Regions from separate parts of the Sus scrofa genome. Here region 1 is linked to region 2. Evidence: chromatin contacts called from public Hi-C data. All regions are on one chromosome and are shown on one strand. Each heading gives the region's core, a stretch centred on a gene start, on an enhancer-like site or on the middle of the called end of the contact. The rest is flanking DNA. Distances are from core to core; before and after follow the strand shown.

Region 1 (4,992 bases), core at 2,005-4,504, 92 kb before region 2:
AGACGTTGGCAGGTCCTTTCTGAGCTTCCATCTCATTGACAAGATGAGGAGGGTGGATTCAGGGTTCACATTTCCATCAGGCACATGGAAATATTTTATTTTGTATTGTTTTATTTAATTTTATTTATTTCATTTTATGCTATTCTATTTTATTTTTGGCTGTGCCCATGGGAGTTCCTGGGCCACAGCAGCAACCCAAGCACAGCAGTGACAACGCTGGATCCTTAACCTGTTGAGCCACCAGGGAACTCCTATTTTTAATTAAAAAATTTTTTATTGGAGTCTAGTTGACTTACAGTGTTGTGTTATTTTAGGTGTACAGCAAAGTGAATCAGCTATACATATACGTTATTCATTCTTTTTCAGATTCTTTCCCATATAGGCTATTAGCAAATATTGAGTAGATTTCCCTGTGCTAGACAGTAGGTCCTTGTTAGTTATCTATTTTATATGAAGTACTGTGTTTATGTTAATCCCAACCTGCTAATTTATCCTCTCCCCCGCAACATTTCCCCTTTGGTAACCATAAGTTTGGTTTTGAAATCTCTGAGTCTGTTTCTGTTTTGTAAATAAGTTTTGTAAACAAGAAAAAAAAAAACTTTGGGTAGAAGAAATGTTATAGGGTGTAGTATAAATATATTCATCTTTATACCAGAGCTGTCATAAAATGTAATTTTTATTACAGACACTTTTGTGTGTGGAGGCCGTGGCCCAGCCACTGTGGGTCCAGCTGACCCTAAGGCCCTGCCTGCCCTAATGGCAGTGGATTTCCAACACACTTGTCAGCTCCTGGCTCCAGGTCTGACTTGCTTCTAGCTCATGAGCTCTTCAAGAGCAGGGCCTGGAGTTCCCATTGTGGAGCAGTGGACATGAACCTGACTAGTGTCCATGAGTGTGCAAGTTTGATCCCTGGCCTTGCTCAGTGGGTCAAGGATCTGTCGTTGACGTGAGCTGTGGTGTCAACGTGGCTCGGATCTGGCGTTGCTGTGGCTGTGGTGCAGGCCCCTAACCTGGGAACTTACATATGCCGCAGGTACGACCCTATAGAGCAAAAAAAAAAAAAAAAAGGACTGCCATCTGCCTGAGAGGTGGCTGGTGGAGCCAGCAGGGGAAGCTAGGCTTTGGGCTTGTCACTGCCCCATGCTGCTGCTTCCTCACTGACATCCAGGGTAGGGACATGTGAAATGTCTTTTCCACTAGTCCCTCCATTCAGGCCTGGCCCTTGAACCCTACCCTGCCTCAGCCCTTGAACCCCACCCCACCCCTGCTTTCTACTTTTCTGAAACCAGGAGTGCTTTTAGAAGGGTTCTGTAGAGCTCCATGCAGCCTCAACATGGCAGTGCTGCCTCGAGGAAGAGGCTGGAGGTAGGACACCCTGGGGGCCCAAAGCCCACTGAACCCCTCCGGAGCCCTGCCTGTAGTTGGGTGGCCTCACCACCAGGTGGCAGGCTTGCTCTATACAGATGTCTTGGCTGGAGCATTTGCCTGGCGATGGCGAGGGGCGTCAAAGGAGGCCAAGTCAGCCCACTACCCGGGGACTGTTGAGACCACTGTGGGTGGCTTTAGAAGCCGGGCTGAGGCCCCTCAACTTGGCATTGGACCTCTGCTGAGATTCCGACTCCAAGGGCACCTTGTTTCCTGGAAGTGGCTGCAGGCTGCTCTCAGGCATCTGACCAGAGAGCGCCCCCTACAGTAGGGAGGGCTGAGTTGCTATCGTTTGGATGGGTGTATGTGGCTGCGTGGAGGGGTGGGCGGGGGAGACAGAGATGGGCCTTATCTCTTTTGAGACATCCCAAGGCCAGGGTTCTGGAGAGAAAGGTTACTCCTCATCCTACCACCTAGACTAGTCCTGCTCTGGGCAGTGCAGCCTGAGTGATCTCCACCTCTGCCCGCTCCTCTGACCAGCCCGGGTGGCCGCTGGCACAAGGGCTCTCCCTGAGGGGCCCCGGGAGCTAAGGGCCAGGTCACACGGAGCCCAGACCCTCTCTTCCCGTGGAGGGAACAGGAAAGGATTCAAGCCCAGGTCAGTTGAGCACCCAGAAGAGAAGACGAGAGTGAGGGGCAAAGGAGCGGATGGCTCTGCAGTAGGAGAGAGGCCACCACATACAGGCCACCACACTTCACGTACTGGCACCACGTACCAGCCTAGGCTTCCTGGGGAGAGGGAGTGAGTCCCCACCCAGGGACGAGGTGGAAGGGCCCAGCCTCACCAGACACCGCCTTGTCTCGGGAAGGACAGGTTCTCCCCAGGGCCCGGCATCCTCCTGGGGTTCCTGAGTGGCGTCCAGAATGACCTGTCACCGACGGCCCCAGCCCCACTAAGCTGGTGATTCACACCTTCATCCTATGCAGCTCCCTGCCTGCCATTCACAAGGCCGAGAAATAAGCCCCGGGCCTCTTTCACCTTCTGGGCTTCCCCCTTGCTTGGGCTGCTTCTGGACCCCGCCCCAGTCCTCCCTTTCTCTCCTGGGCTCTGCTTCTGTTTCAGAAACAGTGGGGATTTATGTGGTGCACACCCTCTGTTCCCGCATCCCAACAGCATCAGATTTTAAGAGCTTATCTGACACCCCCATCCTCACCCCTGGGCCCTTCCTCTGTGGGTGCCGTGGATCCTCAGGGCAGGAGGAATCCCTGGGCTTGGGAGGGGAGTCACAGCCTGGCACAGATGCTCAGGAGTCCCTTGGTCTCTCGCCATTACAGTTCACAGGGACAGGTCTGAGCCAGGGCCCCAGAACAGGGGGAGGGAGGAAAACAGGCAGGGGGGAGGGGCTGGGAGGCTGGACCATGACAGAGAGAAGAGATATTGGGGGGTGGGTGCAGGGACTGCAGGGAGAGGCGGAAAATGGGGAAGCAGTGGAGGGAGAAAGACAGAGAGAGAAAACAGAAGAGAGAGAAGGGCAGGGGGACAGAACAGAATAACCACACCCACCCTTAAAACGGGGAAACGATGGAAATGCGTTAAACTGCACACTGAGTAAGGGGGGAAATGAAAGGAGGGAAAGAGAAAACGCCCCAAAGACAGAAAAGGATAAATACACAGACACACCCAAACGGGTGTGAATAGTTGTGCGCTCCTGGGAGCACGTGGGCAGGTGCGCACATGTGCGCATGCGCGCGCTGCTTCTGTTCACTGTCCTGGCGCATCTCTGGGCCTCCCGTTGTGTCTCCAGCCACTGACCTGCCCGCGGCTCCTGAGACAGGTGTGGCCTCCAGGTAACGCTTCTCCGGTGACCTGCGCCCCTCCCCACCCAGGACTCCTCTACTGAGACTGGGATGCACCGAGGGGGCCAAAATCATTATGCCTCACACTTGTCACCCAAAATTGGATCCAAACGCCTCTCTTCTTCTCTCCCTCCTAGTTTCCTTAGTAACTGACAGTTCCCCAGTGAATTCCAGACCCCGGGTGACAGACCGCTGTCACTGTCACAGAAGCTCTCTCTCTCTCTCTCCTAACTGCCCCTCCCCCCCCATGGATTCACAGACTTGGGCGGGGGTGTGAGGATGCCTGGGTAAGCTCAGGGGTAATTAAAACATGTACCGTTTATTCCATAACAGGGAGCAGAACTTTAATTACTCACTCTGAGGGTGAGGGCGTGAGTGAGAGGTAGCTGCTGGGGAGTGGGGGAGGGGGACCGGGCACGTGTCTGCTCTTCTTTCCTTTCCACTTGCCCAACTTGGATTGGAGAGGTGGGAGGTGGGTCTGGGGAGGCAAGGGGGTGCTAAGTGAGTGGGGGGGAGAAGCAGAGGGTGAAACCTGATTGTGTTCATTAAGGCAACACAAAACTGGGAGCCGTAATAATAATTAAATTAATTATAAAAGCAATTTGCTTTTGAAAATTTGATTTGACAGCTTACTAGTGGCGGCCCTGATCTAGCAGCTCCAGCTTAAAAATAGTCAGGACAAAAAAACCAACTAGAAGAACCATCAGCTAATTTTAATTAGATGCCAGGATTGGTAAACAAAATTCTGCACCACCCTTTCATTGTGGCTGACTTCGATTTAAGGAGATGTCGGGATTGATTTTGGGCAAGATCGGGGAAGGGAAGGTGCCTTTAGGAGAGGGGATGAAGGCCCTGGGGGCGGGTCCCTCCATCTCGGTCCTTCTGGGGATATCTGCTCATGGGGATGCTGGGCGCTTTTCCCCAACTCAGACAGTGACCTACTGTGTGACCTTGGCTGATGGCAGAAGTGGCTCTGCTGTGTGGCTCTTTGTGTGTGTGTGTGTGTGTTTGTGTGTGTGTGTGCGCGCGCACTACAGGGGGGACAGCACACTGACAGCATCCACTGAACAGGGAGAGACAGCTAGAACGTTGACCACACCCTTGCTCCTCCTGCCTGGGTTCCCCAGTGCCTAAGGCTCTTAGGAAGCTGAAGCTCTTAGGAATCTGGAGGCAGCGATTCTGGCTGGAGGCTCTGTCTCCTGCGGACCTAAGTCTCAAGGCACCACTTGGACCCCCTCCATCCCAAGGCCGGTGCTGGCCTCTTTAGCCCCCTCTCTCCCCCGAAGTGCTTATGTCTCCCCTTTCAAAAGAGCGTGTTCCTGTCTCGCCTCAGTCAAAGCACCCACCTCATGTGCTGTCACTGCCGGGCCGCTGCCCCTGTCCCCTGCAACTGGGAGGCCCTCCCCACTCCCGGCTCCCCGCTTCCTCCAGCAAGGACTTGATTCACGCCCAGGGCCCCTGCCTGCACGGAGCCCAGCATTAACCTTTGTGACCGGAGTAGAAACCTTTCTGACTGCTTCTAGCTGACGTTTGATTAGCCACCTTCCTCTCCCTCCCCACAAACCTAAAAGCCCCACCCCTGCCCATCCCTCTTTTTTCTTTGCAGCCCCATGTCCTCTGATGCCCTGCTGGCAGCACTCCGTAGAATGTCACCAGGCATTCCCTGGCCTGCCTTATTCCCTTTGTTCCCTGCCGTGCCAGCACCTGCTGACACCCCACAGCCTGGCCCCCATTGGGGTGCAGGTCATCTTTACATGGTCACTGTCAGGA
Region 2 (5,629 bases), core at 2,442-4,941:
GAAGTAGGGGGCTGACTTGCCCAGAAGCCCACAATGAGTGTCTATGCCAGGATTGTGCTCTTTAAGGAGTGACCCCTGGGCCAGCAGTGCCCCATTGTCACCAGGGCCTCGTTAGAAATGCAGAATCTCTGGCAGCAGCCCAGAACTTCTGAATCCAAATCTGCATTTTAACAAGACCCCTGCGGTTTCTCTACACACCAGTGTTCTAGAAGCCAGTCAGCTGGATCACGTGTCTAGTTCTTAGGGGGACAACATGGTGTTTTTAGGGAGAGTTTGGCGATTGGAAGGTCTCATGCTGACTCTCCATCAAATGGCCGGGGGACATGAGGAAAATCACTTTGTCCCTCGGGGCCTTAGTTCACTCTTTTTTTAGAAAATTGAAATACACTTGACTTACAATGTTGTGTTCATTTCAGCTGCACAGCAAATGATTCAGAGAGAGATATATATATACATATGTATGTGTGTGTATATATATATATATTCTTTTTCAGATTCTTTTCCATTATAGGTTATTACAACATGTTGAATATAGTTACCGGTGCTGTAGGTTCTTCTTGCTTATCTATTTTAAGTAGTGTACTCATTTTAATACAAGAGGATTGAACCAGATCAGTGACTCGTAAACTTTAGCTAATCATTAAGAAAAAAGCTGATTCCTGGGTGCCACGCTGAGTGTCTGCATTTCTGAGAGGTTCCTGGACCATGATGTTACTGCTGGTCTGTAAGGAGCCCACTTTGACAACTGCTGGACTAGATGATTCCTCAGATTCCTTCTATTTATTTTATTGTGTTTTTGTGGCTGCCCAGTGGCCTGTGGAGTTCCTGGGCCAGGGATTGGATCTGAGCCACAGTTGCAACCTATGCAGCTGCAGCAACGTCAGATCCTTAACCCACTGTGCCGGGATGGGGATCGAACCTGCGTCCCAGTGGTCCAGAGATGCCACCCATCTCGTTGGGCCACAGCGGGAATTCCCAAGGTTCCTTCTGATTCAGGTATCCTGAGCAATTCCTACCACCAGTTTGGTATGCGTCCTCTGCCCCGGGGGCTTCGACCTGTCCCCTGTTGTTTCCAGCTTCCCTTTTTGCTCCAGGTAGTTAATGTCATTTTCCCAGCACACCCGGGACCAATGAGCTAAGTCTTAGAAAATGCACGCAAGGCAACCCAGGCAAAGCATTAGCCACAAGATTTAAGAAGAGTCCTACAAAACACGGCAATAAAACCTGGAAATAACTATCCATTTCCTTACAACAAAATGTCTCATTTCCGAGTCCATAAACGCTCCCCCTCCAGATCCCCAGACCCATCTGTTTTGTAAGCATGTATAATTATTAGCTCCATAAAGTCACTTTCTATACCTAATGTAATTATCGGAGCCAGAATGGTATCAGGTAAGGGAGGGGGAGGCAGGGGAGGCTTGCTCACTGAAAACTCAGACTATTTCTTTGAAGAGAGAGCAGTGTCACACGGGAAGATAACGATTCTTTATGATGATATTATACTTCCTGTGGAGGCTTTGGGGACAGCTTTGCAAATAAGACTGAGCCGGCTCATCTCAGAGTAAAGAGTGGTTTCCGGTCTGGGGATTGAGGTCCTACTGGGACCTAGGAATGAGAATCGCCTTGTGTCCTCTGCCACCATCCTTGGATTCTCTAGAGGGCCCCAGGACATGACCTCCCATCCAGGGGTGTCCCCTAAGCCAGCTCTTTTTTTTCCTTTCTTTTGTACTCCCCATGGAGGAAAAAATGGTTACAGAGCTGCCCTGAGATAGGGGCCGCTGGTGGTACAGAGTGCATTCGAAACTCTTTGTGTCCCGTCGCCGCGGTTTGAAGGTGTCACTTGTGAAGTGAATGAGTGAGTGAGTAAATGTTTGCAGTGATGGAGGAACAGATAACGTGCAGATAAGAACTGAACCTATTTATGTAGGAGAAGGAAAACAAAGTCCATCCCCTCACAGTTTTTTTCTTTGTCTTTTTAGGGCCATACCTGTGGCATATGGAGGTTTCTAGGCTGGGGTGGAATCAGAGCTGCAGCTGCCAGCCTACACCACAGTTACAGCAACACCAGATCTGAGCCTCGTCTGTGACCTATACCTCAGCTCAGGGCAGTGCGGGATTGTTAACTCACTGAGGGAGGCCAGAGACTGAACTTGAATCCTCATAGACCCTAGTCGGGCTCATGACCAGTGAGCCACAACAGGAACTCCCCCCCCCCCTTTACTCTTTTGGGCCGCATTTGTGGCATATGGAAGTTCCCAGGCTGGGGTTGAATTGGAGCTGCAGCTGCTGGCCTACACCACATCCACAGCAACGCCAGATCCAAGCTGCATCGGTGACCTACACCACAGCTCACTGCAACACTGGATCCTTCACCCACTGAGTGAAGCCAAGGATCCAGTCCGTATCCTCATGGACATCATGTTGGGTTCTTAACCCACTGAGCCACGATAGGAACTCCGTTCCTTCCCTTTGTATGTCTCATTTCTGATGAGGTACGGGACCAAATAAGGATAAATGAGGCAGCTGATTTTGACTTACCTTGTAATACGCACAATAGCATTCGGACCATGAGAGCTGTCCCAGTGGAAGGGCCCTCTTTATCTAGGTGGTGAGTTCTCCATCACTGGAGATTTTCAAACAGAGCCTGGGAATCTTTCCCTGTGAGTCTTGTCTAGGAGGTTGATGATGTATTAGCTACAAAAGAGGGGTGGGGACAAAGAATATTTATTGAGCATTTACTATGTGCCCAACTCTTTATTTATATCATCTCATTTAATCCACTCACCAAACCCATGAGATGGAGGCTCTTAGCTTTATTTTAAAAACACAGAAAACAGAGTTGCCATTGTGGCTCAGCTGTAACAAACCCACCTAGGATCCATGAGGACACGAGTGCAATCCCTGGCCTCACTCAGTGGGTTAAGGATCCAGCATTGCCGTGAGCTGTGGTGTAGGTCACAGATGTGGTTAGGATCTTGCATTGCTGTGGCTGTGGCATAGGCTGGGAACTGTGGCTCCAATTTGACCCCTAGCCGGGGAACTTCCACATGCCACGGGTGTGGCCCTAAAAAGCAATAAATAAATAAATAAATACATTTTTAAAAATACAGAAAGCAAGTTCTGAGATTCCTGGAACTAGTCCATGCCACCCAGCTAGTAAGAGGTGAAGCTCGGATCCAAACCAGCTCCGTCTGCCCCAAGATCATCTGCTGTCTGCAGCGACTTGGAAATACCATGCTAAGGAACTGAACTTGACATGCCTGACTTGGGAAAACACGAGCCACTGCTGGCTGAGATGCTGGTCTCTCCACTGATCTATCATTGAGAATTCAAAGCTGTCTTAAGAGGCCTCTGATGGGAAGTGCCTTTTTCAAGGCAATTCTCTTTGGGTTCGAATTTGTTTGTCAAGCTGCCCTCACACCTTCTCATCAGCAGATTTGCTTGTCTGCCAGGAGCCCAAATCAGCGTGATGGTTTAGGACTTTCCTTCTGTGATCCGGGAATCCATACACTCTGTGGCCCTTCGTTCTCCTCTCCACCCAGGGGAACAGGCTCTGGTCTTCTGCTCTCCCACTGACCACATTCAGGGCGGCCTGGAGGAGCTTCTCCCCTGGGCAGGGGCAGATGGCTGGGGCTACAGACTGCCGCATTGTTGCCAACTTCTAACGATGGGCGAATCCCCAAGGGGCCGGTGGTGCAGTCTGGACAAGCCTGAAAAGTTGGGCTGACATGCCTTCTGCCGCCTCTCTGCAGCCATTGGAGGCAGTCCCGTGAGTGATTCACTTCTGTCTCTGTCCCTTGTTCTCATGCCAGCCTTCTCTGGATGCCCACCAGATTCTCTCCAAGCCCCGTCTCTCATCTCTTTTTGCAACTGTGTGGCGGGGACTCCTCGCCCGTGTGCTGGGGGCGTGGGTGATGGAAAGGGCCGGAGACAACGGGTGAGTCGGTGCCAGGCCACCACCTTTGCTCTCTGAAGTCAACCCCCTTCCTTCGCCTCTGCTTGCCTTGGCCTCCCGGTTCCTCCTAATCCAGCTTAACATCAGGCCAGCGTAGCCCCAGCGAGAGAGGAGCACCAGCCAGGCCTCCGGGAGGGCATCTGCTTCTGCTGATAAGTGCCTTTCTCCTACCCTTTGGTGGGCCGGAGATGCCCTCACCCATGAGCTATGGGATTAACGCGGGGAACTGGGCTCTGGCAACCAGCCTTCTCCCTGGCACCGCGCCTGCGCCGTCTCCACTCTCCAAGTGTTAGTTGCCTGATGAAAAAGATGATTCCTTCTCGCAAAGCAAAATAGGGTCTTGTGTGGCGTCCACTCCCTAAATACAGTGGGAGATTGGAGCTCCGGGGCCCAGAACACAGTCAATAGGGAAGAAGCCCCTGGGGCCCCGTGTGGTTCCTTCTCCAGGTTGAGGGGAGGCTCGGAGCAGAGGGCTGCGTGGCAGGCAAGCCTGGCCCTGCCATCCTCATGTCTGGGGACACCTATCTAGCCCAGTATGTTAGAGTGCTGGGGCTGTGGTGACAAAGTGTCGCAGACAGGGTGGCTTAAACAAGGGCAACACGCTGTTCCGTGGTTCTGGAGGCTGGAAATCTGGGCCTCAGGCGTTGGCTCCTCTGAGGGCTGTGAGGGAAGACCTGCTCCGGGCCTCTCCTCACTGCTTGGCGTGCAGATGGCCGTCTCCTCCTTGTCTCTCTCGCTCTCTTTTTTTTTGCTTTTTAGGGCCACACCCACGGCATATGGAGGTTCCCAGACTAGGGATGGAATCGGAGCCGGCCTACGCCAGAGCCACAGCCACGCCAGATCCGAGCCGCATCTGCAACCGACACCACGGCAACGCTGGATCCTTAACCCACTGAGCGAGGCCAGGGATTGAACCTGCATCCTGACGGATACTAGTTGGCTTCTTAACCCACTGAGCCACAGTGGAAAATCCTCCTGTGTGCTTTATATCCTCTTCGCCCTGAGTGTCTCTATGTCCAAATTTCCCTTTTTATAAGGACACTAGTTGTATAGGTCAGCTCAGGCTGCCATAACAAAATATCACAGACTCTATGATTCCAACAGCAGAAATTTATTCTCTCACAGTTCGGGAGGCTGGATGTTTCCAAGACCTAGATCTGCTGGGTTTGGTTTCTGCTGTGAGCCCTCCTGGGTGGCAGATGGCCTCCTGGCTGCTTTCTCACGTGCTGGGGGGGTGGGGTGGGGAGAGCCCTGGTGTCTCCCCCTTGTCTTATAAGGACACTGACCCTCACAGATCAGGGCCCCATCTTTATGTGCTCACTTCATCCGAGTTACCTCCTCACAGGCCTGATCTCCAGATACGCTCCCACTGGAGGTTGGAGCTCAGATATATGAATTTTGAGGGGACACGAGTCTATCCCCAGGCATATTAGATTAGGGCCCACTCTCATAACCTGACTTGAATTCGATCACCTCTATAAAGACTCTACTGCCAAATAAGGACATGTTCTGACTGCTGAGGGGAGGGGGGCCAGGACTTCAATATATGGATTCGGAGGGATGTAGTCAACCTGTAACACTCAGACTCCACACAGCTCACGCTGCCACTCTGAAATCCATTCCGGAAAAGACTAATGGCTCCTCCTCAAGAAGGTTCCCCTTAAAAAAAAAAAA

The links. A called contact is a pair of places that touch in the nucleus more often than the background predicts.
Region 1: a contact with region 2 is called in a Hi-C map of undifferentiated spermatogonia, with 1.6 times the contacts expected there. The contact joins two enhancer-like sites. A contact is called at or near these places in 4 of 47 Hi-C or Micro-C datasets (brain, epiblast stem cells, fetal heart ventricle and 1 more).

What each region holds. Positions count from the first base shown.
Region 1 is chr9:43,691,118-43,696,109 of Sscrofa11.1, reverse strand. All of the region lies in intron 4 of LOC102159414 (a long non-coding RNA gene), which reads left to right. Among named protein-coding and RNA genes, the nearest start is that of BUD13, 470 kb to the left of the region's middle. Within about 2 kb of position 3,254, at least 2 of the 83 cell types and tissues checked have an H3K27ac peak or open chromatin away from gene starts, as enhancers often do. A contact at or near this core is called in undifferentiated spermatogonia, where this site is marked.
Region 2 is chr9:43,598,678-43,604,306 of Sscrofa11.1, reverse strand. No RefSeq gene overlaps it. Among named protein-coding and RNA genes, the nearest start is that of BUD13, 560 kb to the left of the region's middle. Within about 2 kb of position 3,691, at least 3 of the 83 cell types and tissues checked have an H3K27ac peak or open chromatin away from gene starts, as enhancers often do. A contact at or near this core is called in undifferentiated spermatogonia, where this site is marked.